3 separate regions of the Sus scrofa genome follow, and all the other regions are linked to region 1. A link is a contact called in public Hi-C and HiChIP or PLAC-seq data. All regions are on one chromosome and are shown on one strand. Each heading gives the region's core, a stretch centred on a gene start, on an enhancer-like site or on the middle of the called end of the contact. The rest is flanking DNA. Distances are from core to core; before and after follow the strand shown.

Evidence for each region. Hi-C and Micro-C count contacts between places; a contact is called where the count stands out from the background. HiChIP or PLAC-seq counts read pairs in DNA pulled down with a chosen protein or histone mark.
Region 2: a contact with region 1 is called in a Hi-C map of fetal liver, with 2.4 times the contacts expected there. The contact joins two enhancer-like sites. A contact is called at or near these places in 1 of 5 promoter capture datasets (liver), 20 of 47 Hi-C or Micro-C datasets (embryonic fibroblasts, epiblast stem cells, fetal heart ventricle and 11 more) and 2 of 2 datasets of contacts at active chromatin or transcription factors (alveolar macrophages and skeletal muscle).
Region 3: a contact with region 1 is called in an H3K27ac HiChIP or PLAC-seq map of alveolar macrophages. The contact joins two enhancer-like sites. A contact is called at or near these places in 1 of 5 promoter capture datasets (liver), 2 of 47 Hi-C or Micro-C datasets (embryonic fibroblasts and omental adipose tissue) and 1 of 2 datasets of contacts at active chromatin or transcription factors (alveolar macrophages).

What each region holds. Positions count from the first base shown.
Region 1 is chr14:64,279,404-64,282,553 of Sscrofa11.1, reverse strand. No RefSeq gene overlaps it. Among named protein-coding and RNA genes, the nearest start is that of CDK1, 47 kb to the right of the region's middle. Within about 2 kb of position 1,688, at least 61 of the 83 cell types and tissues checked have an H3K27ac peak or open chromatin away from gene starts, as enhancers often do. A contact at or near this core is called in alveolar macrophages, embryonic fibroblasts and fetal liver, where this site is marked.
Region 2 is chr14:64,597,906-64,600,768 of Sscrofa11.1, reverse strand. LOC106506013 (a long non-coding RNA gene) reads right to left here. Exons shown (of 9, transcript XR_002338945.1): 3 at 1,893-2,021. Among named protein-coding and RNA genes, the nearest start is that of RHOBTB1, 130 kb to the right of the region's middle. Within about 2 kb of position 1,433, at least 1 of the 83 cell types and tissues checked has an H3K27ac peak or open chromatin away from gene starts, as enhancers often do. A contact at or near this core is called in fetal liver, where this site is marked.
Region 3 is chr14:64,622,593-64,625,481 of Sscrofa11.1, reverse strand. The region is part of intron 3 of LOC106506013 (a long non-coding RNA gene); the gene reads right to left. Among named protein-coding and RNA genes, the nearest start is that of RHOBTB1, 160 kb to the right of the region's middle. Within about 2 kb of position 1,496, at least 8 of the 83 cell types and tissues checked have an H3K27ac peak or open chromatin away from gene starts, as enhancers often do. A contact at or near this core is called in alveolar macrophages and embryonic fibroblasts, where this site is marked.

The DNA of each region.
Region 1 (3,150 bases), core at 439-2,938:
TTGTCACTGCTGTGGCCCAAGCCACAGGTTCAATGCCTGGCCCTGGAACTTCTGCATGCCACAGGTGCAGCTATAATAAATAAAATAAACAAAAGCTCCTTGAGATCCTCAATAATTTTTAAGAATATAAAGTACTGGAGTTCCCATTGTGGCACAGTGGTTAATGAATCTGACTAAAGAACCATGAGGTTTCGGGTTCAATCCCTGGCCTTGCTCAGTGGGTTAAGGATCTGGTGTTGCCATGAGCTGTGGTGTAGGTTGCAGACGCGGCTCGGATCCTGCGTTGCTGTGGCTCTGGCGTAGGCCGGTGGCTACAGCTCCAATTAGACCCCTAGCCTGGGAGCCTCCATACGCTGCAGGAGCGGCCCTAGAAAAGGCAAAAAGAAAGAACATAAAGTACTTCTAGGATAAGACCAGAAGTTTAAGAACCACTAGCCTAACACATATTACATTATTATATCATATTTACATTACATTAGAGATTAGATTAGAGTTCACTTACATGTTATACTGCACTTATATTATATGTGTTAATATATATTTTATAGCTTTCATAGTATGTTTACTACTGTCTTAACAAATGATGAAAGTTAACATCACCAGTGATGGGACAAATCAACATCACGGCTCCCCATGTAATTTACTGGAAAGACACAATGTAATTCCTATGGTATTCCTAACAAAAATGCACATCCTGAGTCTAATCACAAAGTAACATCACACTGACATTCTACCAAAAACTTTGCTTGTACTTTTCAAAAACATCAACATATGTATTTTAAAAATAGGAATAAAAACAAAGCAAAAACCAAGAAATGGTTTGTTTAAAGTAGCTTAGAGAGGTATGACAAGCAAATGCTATATATGACACAGGGGTTTCTTTTACTGTGAAAATAATATTAATGGCAATTGTAAAAACCTGAATAAAGTCCTTAAATTAGAGAATAACATCTGTTAATTTCTTGATCTAGATTACTTGTACAGTGGTTATGTCAGAGAATGCTCTTGTTTTTAGGAAATACACAGTAAATAGGGGAAAAGTATCATTTCTGCTGTTGACTCAGTTCAGAAGACAATAGGAGGAAAGGGGAGGAAAGAAAAGAGCAAAGGTGGTAAAATTTGAATATTTGGAATCTGGGAAAAGGAAGTTCAGAAATTCTTTGCATCATTCATGTAATTTTCAGTCAGTCCGAAATTATGCCACAATAAGAAAAAAGGGCAAAAGTTTACTCAATGAATACATGAGTGAATCTTTTCCATAGACCCCGATTTCTTCAGCTTCTGGATGTAGATGTAAGAAAGATTAATCGGAGGAAAAAGAGTCTTTTAATGGTCATTATCACATCCTCCCACAGCTTTAACAAAATGTGCTGAAAGTGCGTCCAAAATCTACCTCCCCTTGCAATTTTCTTCAAAGGGCCTTTAACTCTCCAGAAATCGAGGTTTTCATTACAGGAACTCCAAATGACTTTGTTTCTACTTTGATGTGGGGGAAAGAGGGATCGCTTGCCAGCCTCTAACACAACACGAAGAGGAAAGAGTAATTCTATAATTACCCCTGGAAGAATTTAGAAGGGCACTTGCAGTCACATCTCAGCTTTGGCCATCATGAGTTAGGGCAGTTGATCCCAAGCTGCTCTCTATTCGGGAAGGCTCCCGAGGACAGGGCCAGGGGGTGGGACCCGGTATCCGTGACTCTTGGTTCCGCTTCTCTGGTCTGAAAGTGCATCGCCTGTGGCTTGACGGCTTTGAGGGTGAAAAAGGAGCCTGGGCCATCTAGGATTGGCTGAAATGTGTGTGGTTAAGAGTCTAGCCCTCAGTATAATTAAAAGCAGACCTTGGGAGTGAGTGAAGGATTTTTTTTTCTTTCTTTCTTTTTTCAACAACACGCCCTCAATTTTTTTTTAACAATTCAATTCTGCAATGGTCGCCTCGCCCGCCTCCCTCTAGTGGTCGCGAATGGGATCGTCACGGCCAGAGAAGCCATTGTGTTTCTGACTGTGGCTTCCCAGTTCAGAAAGGGGTTGTGAGCTTTGGTTTATTTTAAGAGCAAGCGCCTTTATGAACTAACTGGTTACTCCAACCTAAGTTAAAGACATTAAACCTTAGAGAGGTTAAAGAAATCTCCCGGGGAGCAGAGCAAATTCAAAGAGCTAACCCAGGACAGGAACTTCAGCCAATAGAAGGGTTCCAGCCCCTCTTAGAACGACTTGAAGAGGAACCCAATGGCTTCCCACACAAATGGAGGATCCGCAAATCCATACTTAAAAGAAAATACGAAGCCCTTATCTCCTTATCATTCACAGCCTACAGAGCTCTGCACACCCCACCCAGCTTACTGTCTACTTACCCCTCTCCCAGGCTCTGTGGGCTTCCACCAGCTGCTTTATGTTTAGTATGGAGCCAGCAGCATTGTCTGGCATTAGACTGTGCATTTATGTATCTGTTCACTGTCTTCCACTGCGGAAGTATAAGCTCCCTGAAGGCTGCTTTTCCTTTATTGCCATCTCCCCAACACCTACCACATAGATTCCCATGGTTGACATAAAAAAATCACCACAGCAATTTTTTTTTCCTGATGCCTAGAAACAACGGAAAATTCTTTTACATTTCTGGAGGTCAGAAGTCCGAAAGCAGTTACACTGAGCCAAAAATCAAGGTGTTGGGGTTCTCTGTTGTGGCCCAGCAGGTTAAGAACCCAATATAGTGTCCATGAGGATGTGGGTTTGATTCATGGCCTTGCTTAGTGGGTTAAAGATCTGGCATTGCCACAACTTTTGGTGTAGGTAGCAGATGCGGCTCAGATCCAGTGTTGCTGTGGCTGTGGAGCAGGCTTCAGCTGAAGCTCCAATTTGACCCCTAGCCTGAGAACTTCCATATGCTGCAGGTGCAGCTGTAAGAAGGAAACAAAACAAAACAAAACAAAAAACCAAAACAAAACCAAATCAACGTGTTGGTAAGGCCACACTCTCTCCAAGGGCTGTAGGGTTCAAAGAACAGTCTGTTCTTTGCTTCTTGGACTTTGTGGTGGTGGGTGGCACATCTTAGCGTGTAGCTGTATCACTCTAGTCTTCAAGGCTATCTTCCTCTCTCTCTCTCGTTGCCACTCTCTTAAGGAACTTGTGATGGCATTCAGGGTCCACCCAGATA
Region 2 (2,863 bases), core at 184-2,683, 320 kb before region 1:
GTTCAGTCTGGCTCAGGAACTTCCACGTACCATGGGCAGAGCCAACAACAAAAAAAGGTACAAGAGTATATTTCATTCCATTTTCCCTCCAAATATACAGAAGAGCCATTTCTGGTTCTCTCAGCTACCTCAGAGTGACTGTCCTCCTAGAAAAAGTAGGAACTTGCCCCCTCCTATCTCAGAGAGTCCTCATCTGGGGGCAGCAGTAGAAGAGGCAGGGGATGCAAGCCTTACCACCCCCGAGAGCCAGAACCCCTGGCCATCACCAGAGGCCAGTCTTCTGCAAACAGGGTCAAGGTAACTGGTAGGCGTCCTGCTCCAATGTCCAGGCAGATGGAAGTGACACTGCACTGATCCAGGGAACACAGAAAGAGCAGGCTCAGGGAGGAGGAGGTGTTCATATCTGCACAGGTCAACATGTGGCACTTTGGAGATCTTCTGGGGCATATCTGGGTTCAAACCTCATGAGACAGGTCTGAGTTGCACAGACAGGCTAAGCAACCTGCCCTGGGTCACACAGCTTTATGGTGGTGGCAGCAGTGGGTCTTGAATGGAATTAGGTCAAGTTGGTTCCTCTATCTCAAGCTACCTATCACGCCTGCATCAGGCTGACTGGTGAAGCCAAGAAGAGCCAGGGGGCCTTTCCAGCCCTGACCCCTCTGGCCCTCCTCCCCTGGCTTCCTGATCCACTGCCTCCGCTTGCAGACATCCTGGGCCTCCTCCTCTCTCCTGAATCTTTATTAAAACTGTACTCACATAAGGATCCACTAATATTGCCTTCCCCAGGGGGAGAGACTCAAGCAGCAATTTGCCATGGGTGATAAAGAGGAGGATGATCATAATGATGAGAATCGCAGAATTATTTACAGATATAATTTTGCATTTGTCCATACTGGGTTTTTCCCTGTGCCTTTCTAGGTCCATCCAGGTTGTTCTTCTCGCTACTCCACTAAAGACTGGCACCGAAAGCCCGACTTCTTCTGCACACAACGTCTATGCCTGAATCTTTCAAAGGAGGAACTCTTAGGGTAGGGTTGCAAGATAAAATATGGAGTGCTAGGTTAAATTTTAAAATTGCAGATAAGAGGTTTTTTGTATGGGATTATGTGCCAAGCATTGCAGGGGATATACTTACACTAAAAAGTATTTATCTGAAATTCAAATTTAGCTGGGTGATTGTTTTGTTTTCCTTTTTGCTAAGTCTGGCAACCCTACCATAAGGTGAAGGCAGAGAGCTTTTGCAAACATGGCACCAGGAGAAAGGGGGGACCCCCCACCCCCCAACCCCAGCAGACCAAGGCAGGTTCTGAAGGGCCCTCAGAGAACTGGGCCTGAGCCCACGTCTCACATGAGACATGGAGAGGGGCTCCCTGTCTCAGTGGAGAGGGGTTCAGTACAGTCCTGCAGGAGGCTGGACCTTTGGCCTCAGGGCATGCTCCAGAGTCCCAGCACCAAGCTGTCCCCTAACATCAAGTAGCCATATGTGCTTTTAGACAATTCGCTTCTTCTCTATCAGGCCCTCGGGACTGAGATGGGGGAGGTCTAATAATGACTGAGAGCAGATTTCCTGGCAACCAGCATGAAGCAGACTTAAGGGTATATTTAATTGAATCTAAAGGAAATGATGTGACATTTCTAAAATCCAGTTGGGAGGGATAGTTCATAAATGCAAAATGATGATCATTATTGCTAAACATCAGCAGTCTATATGACGCACACCATGTTAAGCGCTTTTTGGGACTCGTATATCGCCACTTGGGATTTGTATTAAAAATCATTAGGGAACCAAGGGAGGGGTCCTTTGTTAATGGCACATCAGGTTTGGGGGCATACCTGAGGGAGAAGGTAGGAGAGGGGCATCAGAGACATGAAGCAGTGCCCACTTCACTCACCGAATAGCTGGCTCAAAGCCCCCAGATCGAATTCTGATCCAAAGGAGAAATCAGGTCAGAAAGATGCTTCATGGAATAGACAACATATTTGCTTCCGGAGCCAGGCTTCTGTCAACCGCCTTGCCCTTCCTGTCAAAAGGCCAAAAGGGAAAGTGCTGATGTGAATGTTTAAATTCCTTGCCTCAGACCTAATTTTTAGACTCAAGACTCAGAAAATGAGGACTTTCATATGACGGGGTTAAGTTCTTTCAAATTCGGTCACTTTGTAAAAAACCACTTATATTATCTTTGCACCAAGGTTTCAGTAAAAGCATTGTATTCTGCAATTAATAGTCCCTTGAAAGAGGGGATTTTTCTTTCCAATGGACACATTATCATGTCCCTAGAAATTTGTTGAGAAATTTGTTCATCTCGGACTCAACATTCCTTCTCCAATAAGAAGAAGTGAATAGCCTTCAGCCTAACTTGGAAACATTCTCTGCCCCTGCCCCACCACAACTTGGTTAGTATTTGAAATGGGGAGTTCCCACTGTGGCTCAGCGGTAACAAACCCAATTAGTATCCATGAGGATGCAGGTTCAATTTCTGGCCTCATGCAGTGGGTTAAGGGTCCAGAGTTGCTGTGAGCTGTAGTGTAGGTCTCAGACACAGCTAGGATCCCAGGTCGCTATGGCTGTGGCGTAGGCCAGCAGCTACAGCTCTGATTCAACTCCTAACCTAGGAACTTCCATATGCCTTGAGTGCAGCCCGAAAAAGACAAAAAATTAAAAAAAAAAAAAAGATTTGAAATGGATTTCGTTTCATCACACACTGAAAAATAAATTGTAGTCCCTTAGTACTCTAGCACCTGGTTTTGTAGTCTCAAGTCATCTTCGACTGATCACAAAAAAAAATCATCATCACTTCACTCAATAACGACTAGCATTATAACATCTGTCTATAATCAGAAGGCTTATAAAACCTTCAGTATA
Region 3 (2,889 bases), core at 247-2,746, 340 kb before region 1:
ATTATTAAAATTAATGATCTGAGCAGCTTGCAGGTGAGGTGCCTGTTCCAATTTAAGCCAAGTTCTTTCAAGTTGTCCTTTTTTCTAAGAGTTCTGCCTCAATGCATTGAATTGGATTATTCAAATGAAATACATTTAATAAGTTCCCTTGGGCATCACTTGATACTTCTTGACTATTCTTTTTACCTTTTTTGTATTAGATTTAACACCTGGGTAATACTAAGTGCCATGGTTACCATAAATTATAGGAGACTAAATAAATATTTGAGAGAGCAGGAGAGATTTGTTTAAATTGCTGAAAATGAAAGGTTGAGTACTCTTTCCCACACCAAATAGACTTTCTTGCTTGAGCGTGCACTGCCAACAGTGGATTTAGTTTCCATAGCCCCAGACATTTGCTAAATGAGTAAATTGCCAGCATGACCACTTCCGCTTTTCTTTCTTGCTTAAGCCTCAACATATTTTTCATCCTTTGACTTTATTCCAGGCTGGTAAGTTATGGCCAAGAATTGAAGGCTTGATAATAAGGGGTTGTAATAATGGAATTCTATTGCACAATCTACCTGGAATGGGCAGGAATATTTATATTGTAAATGTGGGGTTTAGGCACATGAGATTTATGATATGTCAAAAGTAGAGCCCTTCTTGATAAGTGGGCAAAAATGGGGAACTCAGCTGAGATGAAGGAATAATAATTATAGCAATGTCAAGAAATTTGGAATAAGCAAAAAAGACCACTGGGCGCCTCCAGTGGAAAACTATGCCCTGTTTAGAGCAGTTAACTTCAATGTTCCTGGTCTATAAATGACTCTATTCTTTGGATTCCCCCCTTTGAAACAATTGTACTCATTTAGTAATGAGGTAAGCGAAATCTTTAACACATGTTCTATTTATACCTCTGTGAAGGGCATCATTTTACCTTTTTAAAGATTATCCTTCCCTAGTTTTAATAACATGGAGTGCATATTCACTATGCAAAAATCAACAAGTGTGTTTTCTCATTTAAGTCACACAACTGTGTGTATTAGCCTATTTGCCTTTAGAAAGAGGAAGTAAGCGAGGTATAAAGAGGTCAAGCTATTTGTCACCTAAGCAATGAGCCTGAAATTCAGAGAGGTATCTTCTGACACCCAGAAGATTTCCAAATTTCTAGTCAGTTCTCCTTCATCTCTGACTAGATGAGTTCATTATGCCGAATTTCTTGATGTCTTTCCCTTTGGAGAACACCCTCTCCCAAAGTGCATCCTGAGCCACCTCCTCCCTGCAATCTCAACAAACCACGCCTTTCTCTAATCTCTTATGGTGAAAAACAAAGATGTCATCTCAGAAAGGTAGTTCATTCAGTCCTAATCTCAGGGTTCCCCCAAGGAGGTTGAGAGCTGAAGAATGAGGAGGAGAAGTGAGAGTTCTGAGTTTCGAAGACGGAAAGGAGGAGGTGGCAATTGCAAAATGCAGCCTGCTGAAGTCTTGGCTGAAACACAGCAGGATGCTGAGTCAGGCAACTAGACCACATGCGACTGAACCTGGTGTTTGGGGAACCTAACACTGATTTCACAGCTGTACTCTCTGGCCATCCCAGAGAAATTCCCCTAGCGCCCCATCAGCCCTGGCTTCCTTGCTCTGGAATGTAGCTCTCTGTGTTTTGGCTCAGACCCTCTAGAGATCTAGGTATAATCTGTTTACTGTCCCAAATGGAAAAGTCTTACTAGGACTGATGAACCATAAAATCTGGGTAGGTCTGTTGACCTCCCTGAGCTCTAGTTTCCCAGCATCCCCCCCTCCCCCACCAAAAATATCTGGAATAGAGATCCCTTTCATCTTTAAAATGGAATGATTTCTAAAAGTAGCCTTCATCATTCAGTGCAATATAACTCCAAATGTGAAATGAAATATAAGCCTTTCTCAGGAATCCTAAAATACATGTTTATGTACTCCTTTCTTTATTAGTATATTTACTTAAAATTTCTTTCTTTCCAAAAGGGTGTTGAGCTGACTTACTAGATTGTATTGTGGTAACCAATGTTATTGTCTATGAAAGAGAGTCAGTGTAAATAAAGAAAAGGGACTGTAGGAGGAAGGGATGTTGTTTGCAAGTATAAAAATCCACTCTGCTATTTCAGGGTAGTTACTGTTCTCATGGGGTCCAAGAACAGAAATGCTCCCTTGGCCCCATGAGTGGACAGGAACAAGGGACTAGAATGACCACAAGAACATTCACCTCCCATCTCTGCTGCCCACTGTGTATCTGCATCATTCATTTCCATGACCGAGTATGGCACATCATAGAAAAAGATGTCTAATAACAGCAATCACACACATACATCACCATCCAAAGGGGAATCAACCTCTCTCTCTAAGACCCAACCTGAAATTCCTGGGGAATGAATTGGCCAAATTAGGGCCAGATGCCCACCTATTGATCAATCAACTATGACCACAGTCCAGGAAAGGTGCCCTGATTGAAATATGTGCTCATCCCTCTCTCCAACCAACTGTAACCTGAGGACAGAACCAGACTGTGCAAAATGGTCAATGGGAGCAACCTAAATGTCCATCAACAAAGGAACAGATAAAGAAGATGTGGTGCATATACACAGTGGACTATTACTCAGCCATAAAAAATGAAACAATGCCATTTGCAACAACACGGGTGGACGTAGAGATTATCATACTAAGTGAAGGAAGTCAGAGAGAGAAAGACAAATATATGGTATCACTCATATGTGGAACTAATTTTTAAAATGATACAAATGAACTTATTTACCAAACAGAAACAGACTCACACATCTCAAAAACAAATTCATGGTTACCAAAAGGGAAACGTAGGGGTGGGAAGGGATAAATTAGGAGTTGGGGATTAACATATACACACTACTATATATTGAATAC